2 separate regions of the Danio rerio genome follow, and region 2 is linked to region 1. Evidence: chromatin contacts called from public Hi-C data. All regions are on one chromosome and are shown on one strand. Each heading gives the region's core, a stretch centred on a gene start, on an enhancer-like site or on the middle of the called end of the contact. The rest is flanking DNA. Distances are from core to core; before and after follow the strand shown.

Evidence for each region. Hi-C and Micro-C count contacts between places; a contact is called where the count stands out from the background.
Region 2: a Hi-C map of hematopoietic stem cells shows a contact between it and region 1, with 2.1 times the contacts expected there. The contact joins the promoter of ptprsb here to the promoter of sugp1 in region 1. A contact is called at or near these places in 2 of 18 Hi-C or Micro-C datasets (caudal fin and hematopoietic stem cells) and 1 of 4 datasets of contacts at active chromatin or transcription factors (caudal fin).

The regions. Positions count from the first base shown.
Region 1 is chr2:63,246,945-63,251,634 of GRCz12tu, reverse strand. It overlaps sugp1 (SURP and G patch domain containing 1), which reads left to right and starts at 1,944. Exons shown (of 14, transcript XM_073932472.1): 1 at 1,944-1,997; 2 at 3,273-3,447; 3 at 4,381-4,508. LOC101884729 reads left to right here. Exons shown (of 13, transcript XM_073932478.1): 13 at 1-304.
Region 2 is chr2:63,398,807-63,403,114 of GRCz12tu, reverse strand. It overlaps ptprsb (protein tyrosine phosphatase receptor type Sb), which reads left to right and starts at 2,988. Exons shown (of 29, transcript XR_012395544.1): 1 at 2,988-3,123. The region is part of intron 1 of fem1a (fem-1 homolog a); the gene reads left to right.

The sequences.
Region 1 (4,690 bases), core at 695-3,194:
AATTTGGGCGGCTGTGAAACATAAACTTTATATTCAATTTACTTCACCTTAATTTCGATACGCTTTTACTATGTAGACTGTGTCAAAGCAGCTTCACATAGAAGATCATAGTGATTTGAAGCTGTGTCGGTCCAGTGTTCAGAGTTTCAGTTCAGCTCAGCTCAGTGTTGAAGGATTCGGATTTCTGCTTTCCAATCCGTCTCATCATGGACCACCGTTTATCCTTTTCATCATCCTGTTTCTCAGTATTTAACTGTGAATTGATTTTAACTAACGAATAAGTTAAAACTGCTTACTGCAAGAATGTTCTGTGTCCTTGTTTCTCGTTTTGCCTGTCTATTTTAACTTTGTTTTCAGGAGACACACAAACCAGGTCATAGGTCATGGAGACCTCTCTCTCTCTCTCTCTCCATCTGTTCTTATGACTGGAGGTCCAATACAGAGGAGAAGAAGACAGCTGTTTTATTGTCCTGATATATTGCCTATAATTTTATAGCTGTTTGATTGATCTGTTTTTGAGCATAATTAATAGTAATGTAATTCCTTTTTGTGTGGAGACAGACTGTGTGTAGCCAAGATATTGCAGCAGACTGTTGATGGAAACAGTCTTGAACTAGCCTGATAACACAGCTGAACGTACAAGAAACATCCTTGAGTCTTTAACACAGATGGTCTTTTGTGTCTATTGTTTTGCTGGTTTAGCTTTGTACAGGTCGGAGATCAGCTCCTAATAACTTAAGGCGACCTCACCTCTAGGCATCAGGTTGCCATCCATATCTGGAGACAGATACAATGCTTTCTTTGACGCACACATTAAGGCCATCCATATCTGGAAGTAGATACTATGTTTCTTTGACGCATGAATTTAGAATTGTCTATTTCTGTTGTAACCAATGAGAACTGTTTACCTGGATCCCACCCTTTCTGGACTTGTGTAAAGAGTATAATTGTTCGATTGTTGAAACTGTAAGCAGAGCGGCCTAGGAACTCATTGAGAGTGTTGAAGCTGGCTTCTGCGAATGCAAACTATCTTCAGTACACTTGATTTATTTTTTTTTTAAATCTCTGACTCCGGCTCTTCTTCATCTACCAGACTGGTCATTCTTTGGGTTAAACTGTAAACTATCCCTACAGTGTTGTTTAATCTTCACTGCTGAGAGTCCAAACACTGAGGAGCAAATCCAGCAATGCACAACTCCACAAGTCCCGAACCAAGCAAGCCGAACCAAAAAGCTTCACCAATTGGTGAAAGTGAAGAATTAAGAAACCTGGAAAGAAACCAGGCTCAGCTGGGCTCCACCATTTCTCCTCTGGCCAAACGTCTTGTGCAGAGCTGCAGTGTAGGCGCTGGAGGCTGGAGAACACTGCACCACACACTGGGCATCCGCTGAGTAAAACATGTGCTGGATAAATTGGCGGTCATTCCGCTGTGGTGACCCCAGATTAATAAAGGGACTAAGCTGACAAGAAAATGAACAAATAATCTAATATTTTCAATAGTATCTGGATGCAGCCTTTATGATGCAAGCTGAGCTTGCATCACGCCGCAATGCAATGTCAGACACAATGCACTCAAATGGAGCGAGTGACGTCACAGCGAGGGGTAGGGTTAGGGGCGGGGTTAGAGGGTGAGCCCATTAAAAGGCATTGGATGCAGCTCAGATTGCACTGCACCAGGTCTGCATCCAGACTCCTCTCAATATTTTGCCCATTTTTGTGCATTTGAGTAGCTTTTGCCCTGGAATCAGCAGACCTGTAGTATAGAGGTGTAACTACCTTTATATTTCTGTCAAACAATGAGGAATATGTAAAGCTGGTGTTGTCTGATGTGGCCAAAGACTGTTGTGGTTATGGCTGTCTGCGAGGCGCAGTGGCATCAGTCAGCCAGCAGGAGGTGCTGTGAGCTCTGCGCTGCTGTATTTCCATCTGACGATCATCAAACCGCAGAAGAAGCGTCAGATTCACAACACTTAGCGCGATGGAGTCCAGCGATGCAGGTAAAACACCGATTAAACATTAGATATGTCGATTAAACACCGCTTTCATCGCTGATCTGCGCCCGTGTGTGTGTTTTCGTGTCGCTTTCAGACGCTGTTTATGGTGAGGGTGTTTGAGTTGTTGTGAGCGATTAGCCGCAGCTAAACTGCTAAACTCCTCAACACACACACACACACACACACACTCCGGATAATCTGTGTGTGTGTTTATTTTTACACACATTAAACACAAAGATGAGCAACTCTTCTTCTGGTTTATTGAGTTATGGTGTATGTTTGAGGCTGAATATGAAGGAAAGGCGGCGGTTTCTGAGCTGAAGGAGGAGTAATGATGAAAACAGAGAGCGAGAGATCAAAATAGAGCTAAAAGAGATCATAAATACAACACTGCAGAGATAATACCCTAATCAACTGTGATTTCAGCTTCTTCATGCACCTAAGAGAAGTTTTCCGTTAGAGAAACCGACTGGAGAGTATGATCCTGCATAACACTGCTCTGAGCGTCCTCATATACAGGACACAAGGCTGCAGGTCTGACTCTGAGCTGTGTGTTCAGTCAGGAGTAGAGCTCTGCCATCATCTTCTGTTAATGTTATAAACACAGACAGCAGGCATGAGCTGCTTTAACTGTAAGACACACACACACACAGATGCACAGTACTGATCATAGCACTGTCTCACTGTGGAGGAGCGAGATGGTGTGTGGTGAAATGTTGGTTCAGATGAAGCACTTTTCAGATCTCCTGTGTGAGTCCCACGGCTCTCGCTCTGACCTGCGACACACACACACACACACACATTCTCAGCTAAAGCGTCTGTACTGTGACCTCACTGATGGACATTTACAGTTCAATGAGTAAATAAAGGAAGGAGAAATTCATTCCCCTTCAGCTCAGTGCCTTTATTCATCAGCGGTCGCCACAGTAGAATGAACCGCTAACTATTCCAGCATAAGCTTTACACAGAGGACAGCCTTCCAGCCGCAACCTAGTACTGGGAAACACCCATACACATTCATACTCTATGGCCAGTGTATTTGATCAGTTCCCCTATAGCTCATGTGTTTGGACTGTGGGGGAAACCGGAGCACCCGGAGGAAACCCACACCAACACGGGGAGAACATGCAAACTTTCTTGCTGTGAGGCAGTCGTGCTACCCACTGTGCCACTGTGCTGCCCAAATCTGTCGCATGTTCTCACTAATTTTGGGAAACTTTTGTGTTTGTTTGTGTGTGTGTGTGTGTGTGTGTGTGTGTGTGTGTGTGTGTGTGTCAGCTCGTGGAGGATGGAAAACCCACCAGAAGCTGAAGGTGATCATGAAGCAGGAGGAGCTGATCGCTCAGAAGAAGAGAGAGATCGAGGCCAGACTCAGAGATCAGGCCCAGCAGAACCACAAACACCAGCAGAACCACAAACACAACCTCAACCAGAACCAGAACAAAACCAGCAGGTGACACACACACACACTCACCTAGAGCCCAGTCTTCATACCTGAACAAACACTGAATCAGGCTAAAATATCCAGATAAACCAGGAGTCACCATCCCTGTTCCTAGAGAGTTCAGCTCCAGCCCTGATCAAACACACCTGGACAAACTAATTAGCACCAGAGATGCATATAGGCCAGGGGTGTCCAAACTCAGTCCTGAGGGCCGGTGTCCTGCCTGGTTTAGCTCCAACTCACTTCTACACACCGGCAGGAGAATGCTAGTGTTTTTAGTAAGAGCTTGATCAGCTGTTCAGGTGTGTTTGATTAGGGCTGGAGCTACACTCTCCAGGACATCGGCCCTACACTGAATCTGTGGTGTATAAAGTATATCTAGTTTTAATATCACTTTCAATATGATTATTGACTAATATGCAGATGTTTATGAGAACAGATGAGCATGGCCTTTTGGCTATCTCTGGTTAATTTACATCAATGTTAATTACTGCATTTCTCTACAGCGCAGTTAGTGAAGTCATGTTTGCTGTTTACAGTAGAGATATTATATGAGAGACTTGCTTTGTTTACCAAACACGTGGATCTAATTAGATTTGCATTATATATATATATGTGTGCGCTATTTTAATCTTTAAAGTGTTTAGTTCCTGTACTGCCCAAATCATTCAGCACATATCTGCAGATCTTTAAAGAAACTCTGCTCAGAAACATCATGAACTGTCTGCAGATTGAGTCTGGCGGCCGGGTACAGTCTCAGCCTCTGATGATAGATCTTGTATGTTGTGATCTCGATGCTGGACTCATGTTGAATGCAGTCGTGATCAGCGCTCTACTGTCGTCTGGTTATTAGCTCTCTCAGCTTCTCGCTGTTGTTCTCCTGTGTTAGTCACTGTGGATGAAAGCTTGTGCTGAAGAGTAAATGTGAATCTTTTGTGTCAGCTCTCCTCCTCCAGATGCTCCTTCATCATCATCATCTTCTTCTTCTTCATCTAATAAGTTTGTGAATGACGGCAGTTTCCTGCAGCAGTTTCTGAAGTTGCAGAGAGAGAAGAGCAGCACTGATGAAGGTGAGAGACATGCAGAGTTTTTCACTTCGATTCTGATATTTTTATTGATGTGCTTTTCTTTCTGGCCAGTGGGTTTGCAGTTTCCCCTGATGAGGTTATTGTTGATCTCTTAGCGCCATCTACTGGCAGAGAATCGCTTAGCTGTTTTCTGAAAGCGTGCTTTATCTAGCATAACTACACAG
Region 2 (4,308 bases), core at 1,739-4,238, 150 kb before region 1:
ATATATTCAGTTTTTAGTAATGATACCAAAATAATTCCTCATAAATCAGCAGATTTTTCACTAAATTCTCTGCATTATCTGCAAAAATGTCAGCAGATGGTGTCTGCTGTGGTCTCGGGGCTCTGCTGAACAGTGTCTTCATCTGGAATCCTCCAGAACACTGTAGCGGTGGAGCGCGTCTGACTGCGGCCTGTTGCTGCTCCTCTGTGCTCAGAAACCCGATCCTCATCCTCAGCCCAGCCGCAGTGTAAAAATAGCCACACACATCTCTCTCTCTCTCTCTCTCTCTGTGTGTGTGTATGTGTGTGTGTGTTATTTTTATTTTCAGCTCTCTGTGCCGGTCAGAGATGCCCAGTGTGTGTGGAGGCTTAGAACAGAGGTGTGTGTGTGTTTGTGTCTGTCTGTGTGTGTGTGTGTGTGTGTGTGTGTGTGTGTGTGTGTGTGTGTGTGTGTGTGTTTGTGTGTGTGTGTGTGTGTTGTCGATTCTCAGAGATTACTGTGGCTGTGGTAAAGCGCTCCTCCAATCATCACATTACAGCCCACAGCAGAGGAGCTGAGGGCAGCGTGACGTTATTTAATATTGTGTGTTTTCCAGAACATCTTCATTTCTCAAAGGTTCACACAAGAAAATATAAGAACTACCTTCTGAAAGGGTTTTGTACACTGAACACACTGATTCACAGATGATTCCCTGGATGTATCTGAGTTAAGTGGATGTAAAAAGTTTATTCAGGCTGAATTTAATCAAATGAGGTGGAACACTACTCAAACTCACTCATTTGTTTAAACTCAACCCATATGAAGGGTTAGCAACACCTTTGCAGACATCATGTGTGTCAGTGAAATGTGTGTGACTCTTCTTCTGTTAGCTGTATCTGACAGGAACACATGTGCATTCTCTCAGTCTCTCTGCTTCAGTTGTGTTGATTCAGCAGCGCTGCAGTCGAGAACTGGGCTTTAGTTCGTTTATTCTGTGTGCAAACTCAAACAAGCTGCTTATGAACACACACAAAGGTAAAAGATTATAAATAAACAACAATGTGTAATGAAGACTGGGCTTTGGGGGGGTCTGGTGATTCAAAAGAATGACCAATGGAAAGGTCAGAAGCACCAAAAGCAGCCTATTAGAGTTCACTTTAATAGTAATTAGGCTGTTTAATAATCCAAAATCAAGCCTAAATAATGTGCCGTGCTCTCTGTGTAAGGGATTCATCAGAATAAACATCAGAATCAGGGCACAGCACTTACAAAATGTGGAAAAATAACAAAAGGCCTTTATTGACATGACTGTGCCTCAGAACTGCGGCTACATCAGGTTACCCAGATACAGTCGAGTGTTCTCTAAACGCGTCAGCGCAGTGTGAGGAATAGCCATGTCAATAAAGCCTTTATTATTGTGTCCACATCTTTCCTCAGACTAACTTCTGCTGTTTAATGCTAATTACAGGCTGCTGCTGAATTTTCAAGAGGCTTGCAAGAAAATGGTGAAGCTCTTTTTATATGTGTTTATTATAAATCTTTTGGAAATATTCACATTTAGGTGCATCAAAATGGAGCTAATCCAGCTAAATAGTGCTTAAATGCCACTTGTTGGAGTATTTAAACATCATAATTAATCAGAAAATGAGGAGAGTAACTGCAAACACGTCCACATCTTGAGTATAAGAACCACTGCTTTCACCAGGCTGGCTACGGGCCTGAAGATGACAGGTCACCGCAGAGATCGGTTTGACCCTGTGATCAGTGTATATCCACAATGACCATTGACTGATCATGCAGACTCATTAGGAGAGAAGCCCTGAAGCCTCACCTGTTCCCCAGTAGCTGTGACACTCACACCTTTACCTCAGGTGCTGTCCAGTCTGATCATGCTTGAGATGGCTCCACTCCTTCATCTGGACCCAGCTGTGTTTGATTACTCTGGTTGGACGTGATCAGGTAAGCCACGCACACCTGTCTATATCAGACAGCTCACAGGGCATGGCGGAGCAGATCATGAGCTCAGACACACCAGGGTGGTACATCAGATCTGGCCAAGCTGATTGAATGAGGGGGTCTGAACGCTTTCCACACCCATACTGTGATGTATTTCAGTGCGAGTGTGTGAAAGCTGTAAATGCTCGGATTGTTTCTGTGTTGTGCTGTGTGTGTTTGGTTAGAGTAGTGTGCTGATCTGACATCAGATGATCAGACAAAGAGCTCTTTATGACCTCATCATGCTGAGCGTGGTGCCCGCAGCGGCCGCTAGAGGGCGACGCCCCCCCGGGATCCGCCACTCTGTGGCCGCCGAGAGAGCGCTCTGTGCCCGCTGGAGGAGCGCTGGACACCCGCTTCGGTACTCGACCACTGGAGCTAATATTCGGGTGATTTATTTCTAGTATCAGAGCACTGGGAGTTGTGAAGGTCATTGTTGTTTTTTTGTTAAAGTATTTCTGGGAGGTTTCTTCAAGTCATCTTCACTTATAAACCGCACTTAAAGCAGCCAAACACACATAAAGAAGAGTAAATCAGGGTAAGCAGGCACGTGCACACATAGGGCTCACCTGAGCAGTGCACATGCCCTTTTAGTCTTGGATAGAAAGTGCCCCCGCGACGACATGTTATTAGGCCTATTCTTCATTAATTCTTCATTATTCACATGTAAAATAATAAAGACATGACGACAGATTAATAAACACGCGTACAGCTGTGGATGAGGGTGGAGGAGCTCCTGCAGCGCGACATTACCGCCGTGATCAGCTCTAGTTTTGCTTATTGATAAAGATTTCCGTGTAACTGATTCATCTCCAGTTTCTCGTCTTCCGGTTTCTCCTTTTGTTCTGTGTTAAAGTTCCTGTTTTGCTATAAATATATTTATTTTAAGAGGAGTGTGTGTGTGTGTGTGTGTGTGACAGTAACGCATCTCTTCGTGATTTATTAATCATCTCTTCATTGTTCCTGAAGCCCCACGTGCACGCGCTTCTGACGTCGGGCGCGCGCACGGGGAGAGCATCAGGAGCGCGCGCGCGGTACCGGAGGAGAGGAGAGGCAGCGGCTGCGAGCGCCGGAACACCGATGACATCAACGAGCAGCAGAACCTCCGGAGGATCCCGGTCATGATGGAGGATCCGCGGCCGAGCTCAGGTGAGCGCGCTGGGTCAGGCGGGATGGGTGGGTCGGTGGAGCTGCTGGGTTCCGCTGGTTATTGTGGCGTTGCGCTGCTCCGCTGTCGGGGATGATGGAGGATCGCTGTTTGTTCTCCGCCTTTGTTCAGAGCCGCTGCCGTTTCTCTCCGGTTTCACACCTGATCCGGTGCAGAGGCGGAGCGCTCGGGCTGACGGCGTACAGCGGGGCTCCGGGGAGCGGGAATATGACGGAAAATCACCGAGCGGCTGCTGCGGGACTCCCGCTCTCCGTCAAACCTTGACTATAACGCGCATCACCTGCAGACCGGGAGCGGGTCGGTGCTGCCGCTTGGTACATCACGCAGATCCACAGTAAACAGCACTGATGATGATGATGATGATGATGATGATGATGATGAAGCAGGTGGATCTGTGTCGCTCATGTAGAGGAATAACAGCCCGATCTGCCTGATGTGCAGGAGATCTGCTGCTGATGATGAAGAGGATGATGATGATGATGATGAAGATGATGTGAGATATGCTCGTGTAGATGTGGCGACACTGATGATACAGTCTGTGCTTAAGGTGTTCTTGAGGTGTTCCGTTAAGCGGCTTCATGCTGTCGGTGATGGAGGCTGTGTGTTATTCAGTGCTCTGACACACACACACACACACACCACACACACACACCACACACACACACACACACACACACACCACACACACATACACACCACACACACACACAAACCACACACACACAGCGTCAGCAGTTTCTCACAGGTTTCTCATGATGATCTCAGCTCTCTCTCTCTCTCTCTCTCTCTCTGTGTGTGTGTGTGTATGTTTGTGTGTGTGTGTGTGTTTAACCTTTATTATCGCTGTATTCTGCATCAAACCTTCAACATGAACATGACTACAGTCCCTCAGAGATGTGCTGAGACTCCAGCGGTGTGTGTGTGTGTGTGTGTGTGTGTGTGTTCCTCGTGTCTCTCAGTGATATTCGCTGATGTTTGAGTCATTTACATTTACATTTTAGGTGCTTTATTGGCATGACAAATAGATGTTTGAGTCTCTGATGGTGTTTCTGTTGAAGATCCTGAAGCTGATGTGTCAGAAACGGCCTGTGTGTGCTCAAAACAGCTTAGCAACACCTTAGCAACGGCTGGTCACATGACCACTGCTCTGTGTGTTCTGGTGCACA